2 separate regions of the Mus musculus genome follow, and region 2 is linked to region 1. A link is a contact called in public HiChIP or PLAC-seq data. All regions are on one chromosome and are shown on one strand. Each heading gives the region's core, a stretch centred on a gene start, on an enhancer-like site or on the middle of the called end of the contact. The rest is flanking DNA. Distances are from core to core; before and after follow the strand shown. Region 1 overlaps Vav2 (vav 2 oncogene). Region 2 has its middle 17 kb from the start of Ralgds.

Region 1 (5,140 bases), core at 1,220-3,719:
CCAGGGTCCCATCATGTTCTGGGATGTGAGGGGTGGTGACACCAACTTCATGCATAATCTAGAAGACCGAGGATCCAGCTCTGAGGTCTCTTTCTCTGTGTGGCTGGCAGTGGGGCATGAGTTCTCCCAGAAGAGTAATACCCTTTATCCACTCGCTTCTCTCTCTCCAGGAGTGCACACTCAGGGTTCAGGATGGCAAGTTCAAGCTGCAAGACCTGCTGGTGGTGCCCATGCAACGGGTGCTGAAGTACCACCTGCTGCTCAAGGTGAGGCTAGCAGCCTGCTCATCATGCCCTCTGTCACACTGGGCTCTGATGGCATGGGCTTGGACCCACAGGCAGGGTGGCACACACTGATGAATGAGCCCATGTTCAGTACATACCATGAAGGGGTATCCTGGCATCTGGAAGGAAAATTATGAATAAGTTAAGACCATTAGGAAAGTGGGAAGAGACAGGACAGCACCCACGGACCAGGAAGAGGAGAGGAGAGCTGCTATGCTTGACTGCTTCATCACTGAGGCCTTGCACAGTTGTCTACTATGTAAGGGATCCCATGTGTGTTGGAGTTGGACAGATGGACTTGCACTTGAGCTGGTGGGTGGCTTTGTCCTGAGACCTTGAGGGCTCACCCTAGCTTCCCTCTCACTCCCCTAGGAGCTCCTGAGCCATTCTGCAGACCGACCAGAAAGACAACAGCTCAAAGAAGCCCTGGAAGCCATGCAGGTAAGTAAGAGAGGCAGAGCGGGGAGTCCCCAGACCAGTGTGCACACACTCCTGGATCCAGACTGAGCTCCTTGGTAACACTGACAGGACACTGCGGTTGGGCTTAGACTTACATGATGGTGGAAGGAGCAGCAGGCTAGGCTGCTTGCACCATGTGTCCAAAGTCCCCAACTTCACTTGCCTGCAGTTGCCCTGTCCCCACACTGTATTTTCAAGTGTCCACTGGGGTCATCAATGGTTTTTGGGTGCCAGCTCTATCCTGGGGTACCTCTTTTCCTCCTGGGCATCTGCTGATGAAGGTCTGTCCCATGCCCATGCCCTGTCACTCACTGGAAGGTCCCTTTTCACGTGCTGGCTTTGAAGGCCCCTGCCCAGCCATTCTATGCCTCATGTATGGCCGTCCACTGCCCTCAGAAGCTCGTCTGTGTTCTGCTCAGAAACCTTTGTGGCTTCTGCTGTTCTCTGAATCAGGCCAGGGTCATTGAAGATGTGTGTAACAGGAACGCCTCAGATTCCGGGGAAGCCTGGCCATGCTCAGATTCCTGGGCATGCTCTATTCTTTCCCACCCCAAGGTGTGCTCAGGACATGTCCTCTTCCTCACTTAATCTGCCTGCATCCCACTCATCTTGTCTTTGCCATGAACTTGACACAGTCCAAGAAAGTCACCTTCCAGACTCCTTAGCCAAGGGACTGTCAGGCTACCCCACAGTCATACCTGTGCCTCTCATAGACACCTGTCTTAGACAAGGTGAAATGCCTGACACAGGCTAGGTCCCTTTGGCATTGCAGTGTTATAGAAGCAGTGAGTTCCAGCCTTGACTTCTGACCCCTGACCCCTGAGTCCTCTGGTCCATGGTCCCCTTCTTTTCCCAAGACACACCTTGTTTGAAGAGGAAGGTGCTGCAGTCTAACTCCCACACAGGATCAGGGGGAGGACGCTGGCTCTCAAAGCTACCTGCTCTCTGAGAGCAGACTTCATGCAGCTGGAAAAGTTTGCATCAGTTTTGAATGGACTTAAATGTGGGTGCCATGGCTGACATGGGGACCTCTGGCTGGCGCCCCTGGGGAACTGAGGTCACCGCAGCAGAGGGACCACCACATCTTCCCACTGCAGACACAATTCAGTGTCAGCCATTCCTGGAGCATGTGACTCATACTGCAGGTGTACCCTGAACCCAAGCCTGGCCAGTGTGTGGCTTCGGGTCCCTTTGTGGCAAAGTACCCTGAGGTTATATAGCTCCTGACATTCCAAAGAGGGTTTGTGACTCTGTGTTCTTCTTTTCACGGGAGGCTCTTCAAACTGCAAAGTTTAGAAGGCGGCCTGGTTTGCTTTCTGTTACTGTGATGAACAACCACGATCAAAAGCAACTTAGGGGAGGAAAAGTTTTATTTTAGATTATATTCCCAGGTCACAGTCTGTCATGAAGGGAAATCAGGGAAAGAATTCAAGGCAGAAACCATGGAAGAAGGCTGCTTACTGTCTCACTTTCTGGAGCGCTTAGCTAGCTCTCTTCTATAGCCTAGGATTGGCGCCACCTCCAGTGGGCAGTTCCCTCTCTCCTCCATCGTCAGTCAGGACAATCTCTCAGACATGGCCACACAAGACCGTGTGATCAATGCAGTTCTCTAACTGAAGTGCCCTCAGTGAAAACTAATACAGCAGGGAATCTAAAAGCCTTTAATGTCCCCAATGCAAAGCAGAAAACCATTCATCCAGCCAGTGTCTGGGCTGTCACTGCCCTGGAGCTAAGCTTTCCTCAGGGTTGCAGTACACACTCCATGCAACTCTGTTAGCTGGCTGCTTTGCCTCCGGAGCTCTACTGTCTCTGTGGGAATCTCCTTCCCAGACGTGCACTTCTGTGACTCCTGCCAGGGTGCACAGGGCCACACACGCTCAGATCTGTCGCTGCTGTTGATTTAGAACAAAACCCACCCTTTATAAACTGTGGCTTCTGGTAGGGAGCTGCCAGTAGCAAGGTTTGTAGGCTGGCCCTTGAAGTGATCCCAGAAGCAAGAGAGGCCATAAGGGAGGTAGGAACTGGCTCCAGGATGTGGGTCTGGCTTTTGTGTGCCGGGGATTTCCTCTCTGCTCTGCTTTCTGGGTAGGATCCCTGCTGTTCTGTCCCAGCCGCCCCTGGGCATTGCTTCCAGACCATTTCAAACTTTCTGAAGCAAAGTGAGCACTGCCCCCTGGTGACTGACTAGAGGATTGCAGTACTATGTAGGGCTCATACCTTCCCCCCACTCCATCTCCCCCAGCCACTTACAGAATACCCAGGCTCTTCAGGGAAGGTGGGACAGGGGCTTCGTGAGAGCAGAAAGGTCTAAACAGTGGCTGTGTGTGACCCACTGTGGCTTATCCATGCTGGGCTGCATCTCCATTCTGACACAGAAGGCCTTCTGAGTGAGGGGAACCTGGATTTGGGGGTTCCCAGCACCCTCTTCAGCATAGTGTGTACTCTGGGTTCAAATGTTGTGTTCTTCACCTTATTCCTTCCTGGTTCCCTGTGTGTGGTGGTTTTTACTCCCATAGCCCAGAGTTGGAGTGGCCCCAGGCAAGATGGAGGAAGAGTGTGGAATGACCAGCTGGGCTAGGAAGGGGCTGGGAGGTCACCCCGTGTGTGACTCAGTGCCCTGATCCTGTCTTGATTTCCAGGACTTGGCCATGTACATCAATGAAGTGAAGCGGGACAAGGAGACCTTGAAGAAGATTAGCGAGTTCCAGTGCTCCATAGAAAACCTGGTAAGCCGTGGCTGCCTGCGAAGCCTGCCGGGAGTAGGAGGGAGGTCGGGCAGTATCAGCCTTCATCCAGTTCTACCTACTGTGCGGATGAGGTCATCCACGTGTAGGGCTCAGGAGATGGATGTCCTATTGACAGCCTGGCTCTCTTTCTCCCTTCCCAGCCTGAACCCCAGGCTGTGGCGACCAGAGGCAGGACGCTTCGTCTGCTCTGTGGCCCTCCTGTTTCCCTGTCCTCAGGGTGGGCAGTGGGCAGGGTTCGGCTTGGGGGTGGGGCCACGGTCATCTCAACCTGAGAGCTGGCCCTCAGCTTGCCCCTTGTCTAGGAATCAGACTGGGGGCTGTCAGTCAGGGTTGGCCCTCTCTCAGGCATACTCCGGGGAGAAGAGATGAGCTGTTCCTGGACTCAGCCCTGCTTGGCCCCATGTTGGGTCTAGGTCTCTCTGTGTTGGGGTGTTCTGCAATAGGAGACCTTAAGCACGCCCTTGCCCCCACCCATCGGATGCTAATAGCGCCCTCAACCCCAAGTGATGACTGCTCCTCCAAATGCCGTCTGATTCCCAGAGTCATTTTGATATTGAACCATTGATTTTTTTCCCCGCTCAAACATCCCCTCTTCTTGGAGATTTTCCTGGAGAGCTTGGCGAAGTAGAAACCTGGAAGCCCGATATCTAGGCTGGCATACCCATCTTCATCTCCAGAGGAACCCTCTACAGAGCTGGCTGGCTCATCAGAGGGCAAGGAGAACTGCCAAGCAGTGTCTGATGAGTGCTCTGTCTACATGTGTGCTTGCACGCCAGAAGAGGGCGTCAGACCCGGGACAGATGGTTGTGAGCCACCATGTGGTTGCTGGGAATCAAACTCAGAGCCTCTTAACCGCTGGGCCATCTCTCCAGCCCATTCTTATGTGTCATGAGTGTGACCTGAAGCATGAACATTTGTGGGGTTCAGACCATTTGCCAGTCATCCCTGCTTTCTGATCACTGCACAGTTAACACACTGCTTTTGAACACAGGGGAGTTTGCTTTGGTGTTGTGAGTCATGTTTGCTCTTTAAATGACAAGGAATGGGATGTGAGTGTGGTTTAGTTGGCAGAGTGCTTGCCTTTCATGCACAGGGCCCTGAGTAAACTGGACTCAGGGGCACTAACTGTAATCCAGCATCGGGGGCAGGGGAGGAGGAAGGCGGAGGCAGGAGGATCAGCGTTGTCTTTGGCCACACAGCATCCAGGCCAGTGTGGGATACTCCAGGCCCTATCTCACAAAGAACGGTGATCCATGGATCTCGGTGTTTCTGGTATATGACAGCCAAGCTGCATGCAGTCTTGGTGCTGTCTCTAGGAGAAGGCACCTGGATTTATATGTCCTGTGTGATGGGGACAAAGGGGCATAGCAGAGTCCCCGAGCAGATGTGAATCATGCTCTGTGTCAGGCCAAGGCCAGCCTCTGTCATACTGAAGTCAGACCTAGGAGTTTTCACAGAGTACAGGGACCAGGCCTCCAGGCCCATGTGACCACCCACAGGCATAGCCACTTCCCCTGGAACCCGACCTCTGCCTTCTCCTGAATAGACTTGTCCCTTGAAGAGGATACAGAGGACAGTGGAAAGGCAGATCTCTCTGTATTAAACAGAACAGAGAGGCACAGTCCAAGCAGAAGCGGAAATGGAGACTTG
Region 2 (4,839 bases), core at 488-2,987, 1.2 Mb before region 1:
ACTAAAACCTCAAGCCCAGTGTCCAGCTGCCCAGACTGTGTGCTGGAATCCAGTTACCTCAACCTCAAACCCTGGAATCTACCAGCGGAGGCAGGCAGACTCAGCCACGTGCAGGCCCTGGGCCCGATTTCCCACATCCCATGCAAGTCCCCAAACGTGACATAACTTACGGGGCAGTATTGATGTTTAAAGTGGTGAGCACACAGGGAAAGGGACAGATGAGCCAGAGATGGAGAAACAGGTCAAGAGGAATTATGCTGTGGTCAGCCGGCTAGTTAGTCTCAAAGTTGGTTTGAGACCACAGCCTTGTATTCCAGGAGCTCCAGGGGACTCTTGGTCTTTGCCACACCTGGGATGCTGCCGTGCCCCAGGACTAGGGAGTCCGGGGCTACAGGGTATTTGTGTTGTTAAAACATCGTGCCTGTCCCTCTGGAATGGCCGGCACCAGGCTACAATTGACTGTACAGCTGATTCTGAATCTTTCTGACATTCTACCACTGTCCAATTGTCACTCGGATATCTAGAAAATGGCATTGGTTGCTAAGGGACTGGCCTGATGGTAGGCAGCTGCAGCTTGGGGTAATAGGAAGAGGGAGTAGACTGGGGTTTCTCTCAGTAAGGATCCTGGGGCTGTGGGCTGCTAGGCCCTATATGGAGGTGTGGGTGGATCAACCACAGGAGGTAACCACTCAGAGCTAAGAGCCACACACAGGCGGTGGGAAAGCCCCTAGCCGGGAGTCTTCCTGCAGGTATTTTGGGGGACTATGGTTGCTAAGCAACTGTACTAGGTTGCCATGGGAACTCTCCCTTCTTCTGGGACTTGTCATTTTTATGGAGATGCCACATTCCTTCCCATCTCTACCTCCTCAGGCTGTCTCAGCTACCTGTAAGGGGCCCTGGAGGCTCCCCAAACCTACCTTTGCCTACAAGGAAGCCACCTATCCAAGAAAGTACTATGCCTCTAAGACTCAGTTTGGGGGTGTGTGTGTAGGGGATTCAGGTCTCACAGTGTACCTCAGGATGACCTTGAACTCATAATTCTCCTGCCTCAGCTGGGATTGCAGTCGTGCACCACCCCGTGACCCTCTAAGAGAGGATTCTCTTGAGGTTCAAGACCCAACACAGAAAGCAGAGTTGAGGCCCTCATTAGAGTCAGGGGGATGAAAAAAATCTGTCTAGCTTGGTTTGCATCTCCATTCCTGCTAACCACCAACTCAGGCTCTTCCTGCCTTGACAGGGCTCTGACCACTAGAAGCCCAGTATAACTGGAAGGCATTCTCCGCCCTAGCCCTGGTGCCTGGCCCCTCCCTGGCTTGTCTGTAAAGGAGTGTCACCTGGGGCTTGCCATTACCCAACCAGGGGTTGTCCCCATGCCCAGCCAACCAGTGTTGGCAGCAGGCCATGCTGGGTAGACATGCCTCCTCTGGGACAGGCTAAGGCTAAGGTCCCTGCCAGCCATGTGTTGTATAAGCAGCTCACCTTTCCCTAAAACTACTTCTTGTGGCCTGTGGTAATAGGTAGGGGAGCTGTCTGGAAACTGCAGTAGGCCAAGGCAACTTACTGGTGACGAGCCAGAGGGAGGCAAAGTCCAGGCCCCAAGGTGTGTGTGTTGGGGAGAGGGGGTGGGGGAGAAGCTGAGGTCTCCTCAGTGGTTACCAGCAACACCCTGCTGCTCGCCTGCTCTCATTCTGATTTCCTTCAGTGTGTGTCACCAAGGATGACTCCTGACCTGTTTACAGTTTGCTTTGTCTCCTGGCAACCAGATGAGCTTTTGTGGAAACTCGGGACAGGGCAGTGCAGTACTGAACTTCCACACCAGAGGTTACAGCGCCACCTGCTGGTGCTACCATTGGTGGCCTTCAAGCCTTCCTACACAGGTGAAATTCTGCCAGATCCTAAGGAACCTGGCCTTCCCTATAACCCTCCTCACAGGCTCAGCTGTGTCCTTCCAAAAGCCCTTGGGTCCTGCAGATCCAGGCAACACAAGGCTAGACTGGGATGGGGTCAGGTCAGGGCTCACTCTCTCACTCTCACACACTCTCTCTCTCTCTCTCTCTCTCTCTCTCTCTCACACACACACACACACACACACACACACACACACACACACACACACACACGATGTCCTTACAGTAATGGAGACAACCAGACACAGACACACAGAGACACAGACACACAGAGGCAGCTGTGTGGAGGCAGAGGACTACAGACACGTTTAGGGGGATTTAAAGCTAAGGACTACAGCCATGCCAGAAGCTGTGGTTCAGTGGTGTTGATGCCTTGCTTTTAGGCTTCTGTCCTCTAGAACCACGAGAGATTTCTGTTGCACAGGGTCATCCAGTATATGGCATTCTGCTAGAGCAGCCACAGGACACTAACACAACGTACCAGGCCTGTCACCTTTTTGTCACCGTCATGCCTACCTCGCTGACTCTTGTCTCGCTCCCTGTCAGCTTTCTGCACTGCTCTTCCTGCTTTCTCTCGTGTGGCTGACCTATGAGATGCACAAGCACATGGATGAATGGCTCTCCAGCTCTGCTACTTCACCAAGTTCAGACAACCGTAAAAGTCAGAAGCTGGGGAAATGGCTCAGAGGTTACAGGGCCAGGACCTCCACGACTCAGGCAAATGCCTGATGGCTGTGGCTATCCAGACAGATATAAATCTAGCCTCAAAGGATAGAGACGGAATCTCCAGAGCAAGCTGGCCAGCAAGCCCAGCCCTATTAGTTGAGACCCTGCCTCCCTCAATGATCACAGCACCTACCATATGCATGTGCCAACACATGCATCTACGCCCAGTGTGTTGGAGTTCCCAGCACTCGGAAGAGGATGTCTGTGAGTTCTGGGGTCTACACAGTGAGTTCCAGGATAGCTAGTGCTATGTAGAGACCCAGTCTCAAAACAAATGAACCAAAACTCATGCACAACATATATACACATATATGTATAACACACATACCTGAAAATGGAAGAGGAAAAAGTCAAGAGACAGCAGCAGGTGTGCAGATGGGGGGTGGGGTGGGGTGGGGTGACAGCAATGAAGGCAATAGCAGGTGAGGAAGAAGATGCTTCCTGCTGCTCATGGCCACCCTGGTGCCAGGACAACCAACCTCTGTGTTTCCATATCCCTGGCCCTTCGATCTCAGGAGGCTAAAGGCCATGTGAGTCACCCATCTCTGTCCTTTGTTTTCCTCTCAAGGCCTACCTGGTCTCCCATAAGCACAGTGGAGACTCATTCCAGCACCTACTTGACCGTGTGTGTGTGTGTGTGTGTGTGTGTGTGTGTATGTGTGTGTAAGATGACACCGTAACACTTGGGGACTGCTGTCAGCTGTGACTAAAACACAACCTTAAGAGTTGGAAGAATTGTGGGTGGGGATGGAGAGTGGCAGGGATATAAACTACAGCAAGCCTGGCTCTGGGCAGTGGTACAGGGACAGTCATGTCCTCTCTTGGTCTCCTCTCCCAGCCTACACACTGGAGGGTCGACAGGTAAGCAAAGTCAGATGTGCCCCTCTGGCACACACCTCCCATTGGCCTGCATGCTAACTCTTCTGCTCAGCCCATACATCAACCCTAAGCCGCCGGCCGATCCCCACCAGCCCTAACCCCATCCCCTGAAGTGGGCTGGAACTGACTAGCTTCCAACTAACAAATACCATGACCACAAGGTCACGGCCAATGTTCTGTTTAGAAAGCATCTTGTGTCTTACTGGATTTCTTGTTTCCTCCTGGCCCTCCGTCTTCCCTGTCCGACTCTGAGGAGGCGGCAGGTTCTGATGTTATGAGCCGTTTTACAGAAAGGCAGGTCCACATGGCCAAGAAGCCAGAGAGGTCTCATGGTCACCGTGGATCCTGCCAACCACAGCAGGATGAGCTCCAAAGTGGTTCTTCCCAGCTGAGCCAGCGTGGGTCTTGTAACATGAAATGGATTATTATCAAGGTCTGGGGGCCGTTGGCTGTGAGTCAGGGGCAGATTCTCACACCTCGGAGGATAAACAGAACATCTGCTTCTCCTCTTGTATTCTTAGGTGTTTCCTTTTTTTGGGGGGGAGCAGGGGGTTCGAGACAGGGTTTCTCTGTGTAGCCCTGGCTATCCTGGAACTCACTCTGTAGACCAGGCTGGCCTCGAACTCAGAAATCCGCCTGCCTCAGCTTCCGAGTGCTGGGATTAAAGGCGCTCGCCACCACGCCCGGCTCTTAGGTGTTTCCTAAGGGCAGGACCTACCTACAGCCGTCATTTTAAGAGCCACACCCAGGAGCAAGGTAGCCACTGGTTAGAGTTCAGGCACGCAAGGCACTACGGGAAAAGACAAGAGGAAGCCAGGGCCCTTACACCCAACTCACTCTGAGGACAGGGATGCTAGTTGGGGGAGGCCTGAAAGAGTGGAACACACAACACCGAAAGAATGACTCTTGGAACTCTGTCCCCCTCCCCCGCAGTTGCTCCATTGACTAAAAGGATACTGCTGCCCCCCAGTGGTCAGTACCAGCACTACAGCCCCCAGGCAAGAAACCCTGAAAACAAAACACTACCTTTTGTTTGCGGGTTGTCAAGGTAGCAGGTCTCCCAGGCCCCAGCTGGGCAAAGGAACAAGACCTGTATGTTTCAGGGGTTACCACAAAGACCTCAGGAGCCTCATTTCACCCCTCTTTCCTTCTGATGGCTCTGGGACTCTGGCTCACTCAGGGGGCCTCCTCTTTCAGTCTAGGCAATGACCCTGACCCCATTTCAAATAAGAATCACACATTCTAACTAGGGTGGTCTTGTCCTTGGATCCTGGAGGAATGGTCTAGAGTTTGCCTCCCTCTAGTTACTCTGGCCTTTAAGTCACTC

What was found. HiChIP or PLAC-seq counts read pairs in DNA pulled down with a chosen protein or histone mark.
Region 2: a contact with region 1 is called in an HNF4G HiChIP or PLAC-seq map of pancreatic cancer cells. The contact joins two enhancer-like sites. A contact is called at or near these places in 2 of 39 promoter capture datasets (embryonic stem cells and hippocampal neurons) and 1 of 115 datasets of contacts at active chromatin or transcription factors (pancreatic cancer cells).

The regions. Positions count from the first base shown.
Region 1 is chr2:27,286,935-27,292,074 of GRCm38.p6, reverse strand. Vav2 (vav 2 oncogene) reads left to right here. Exons shown (of 28, transcript NM_009500.2): 10 at 171-266; 11 at 657-725; 12 at 3,383-3,469. Among named protein-coding and RNA genes, the nearest start is that of Sardh, 42 kb to the right of the region's middle. Within about 2 kb of position 2,469, at least 70 of the 459 cell types and tissues checked have an H3K27ac peak or open chromatin away from gene starts, as enhancers often do. A contact at or near this core is called in pancreatic cancer cells, where this site is marked.
Region 2 is chr2:28,514,334-28,519,172 of GRCm38.p6, reverse strand. It overlaps a transcript of Ralgds not described here. Among named protein-coding and RNA genes, the nearest start is that of Ralgds, 17 kb to the left of the region's middle. Within about 2 kb of position 1,737, at least 225 of the 459 cell types and tissues checked have an H3K27ac peak or open chromatin away from gene starts, as enhancers often do. A contact at or near this core is called in pancreatic cancer cells, where this site is marked.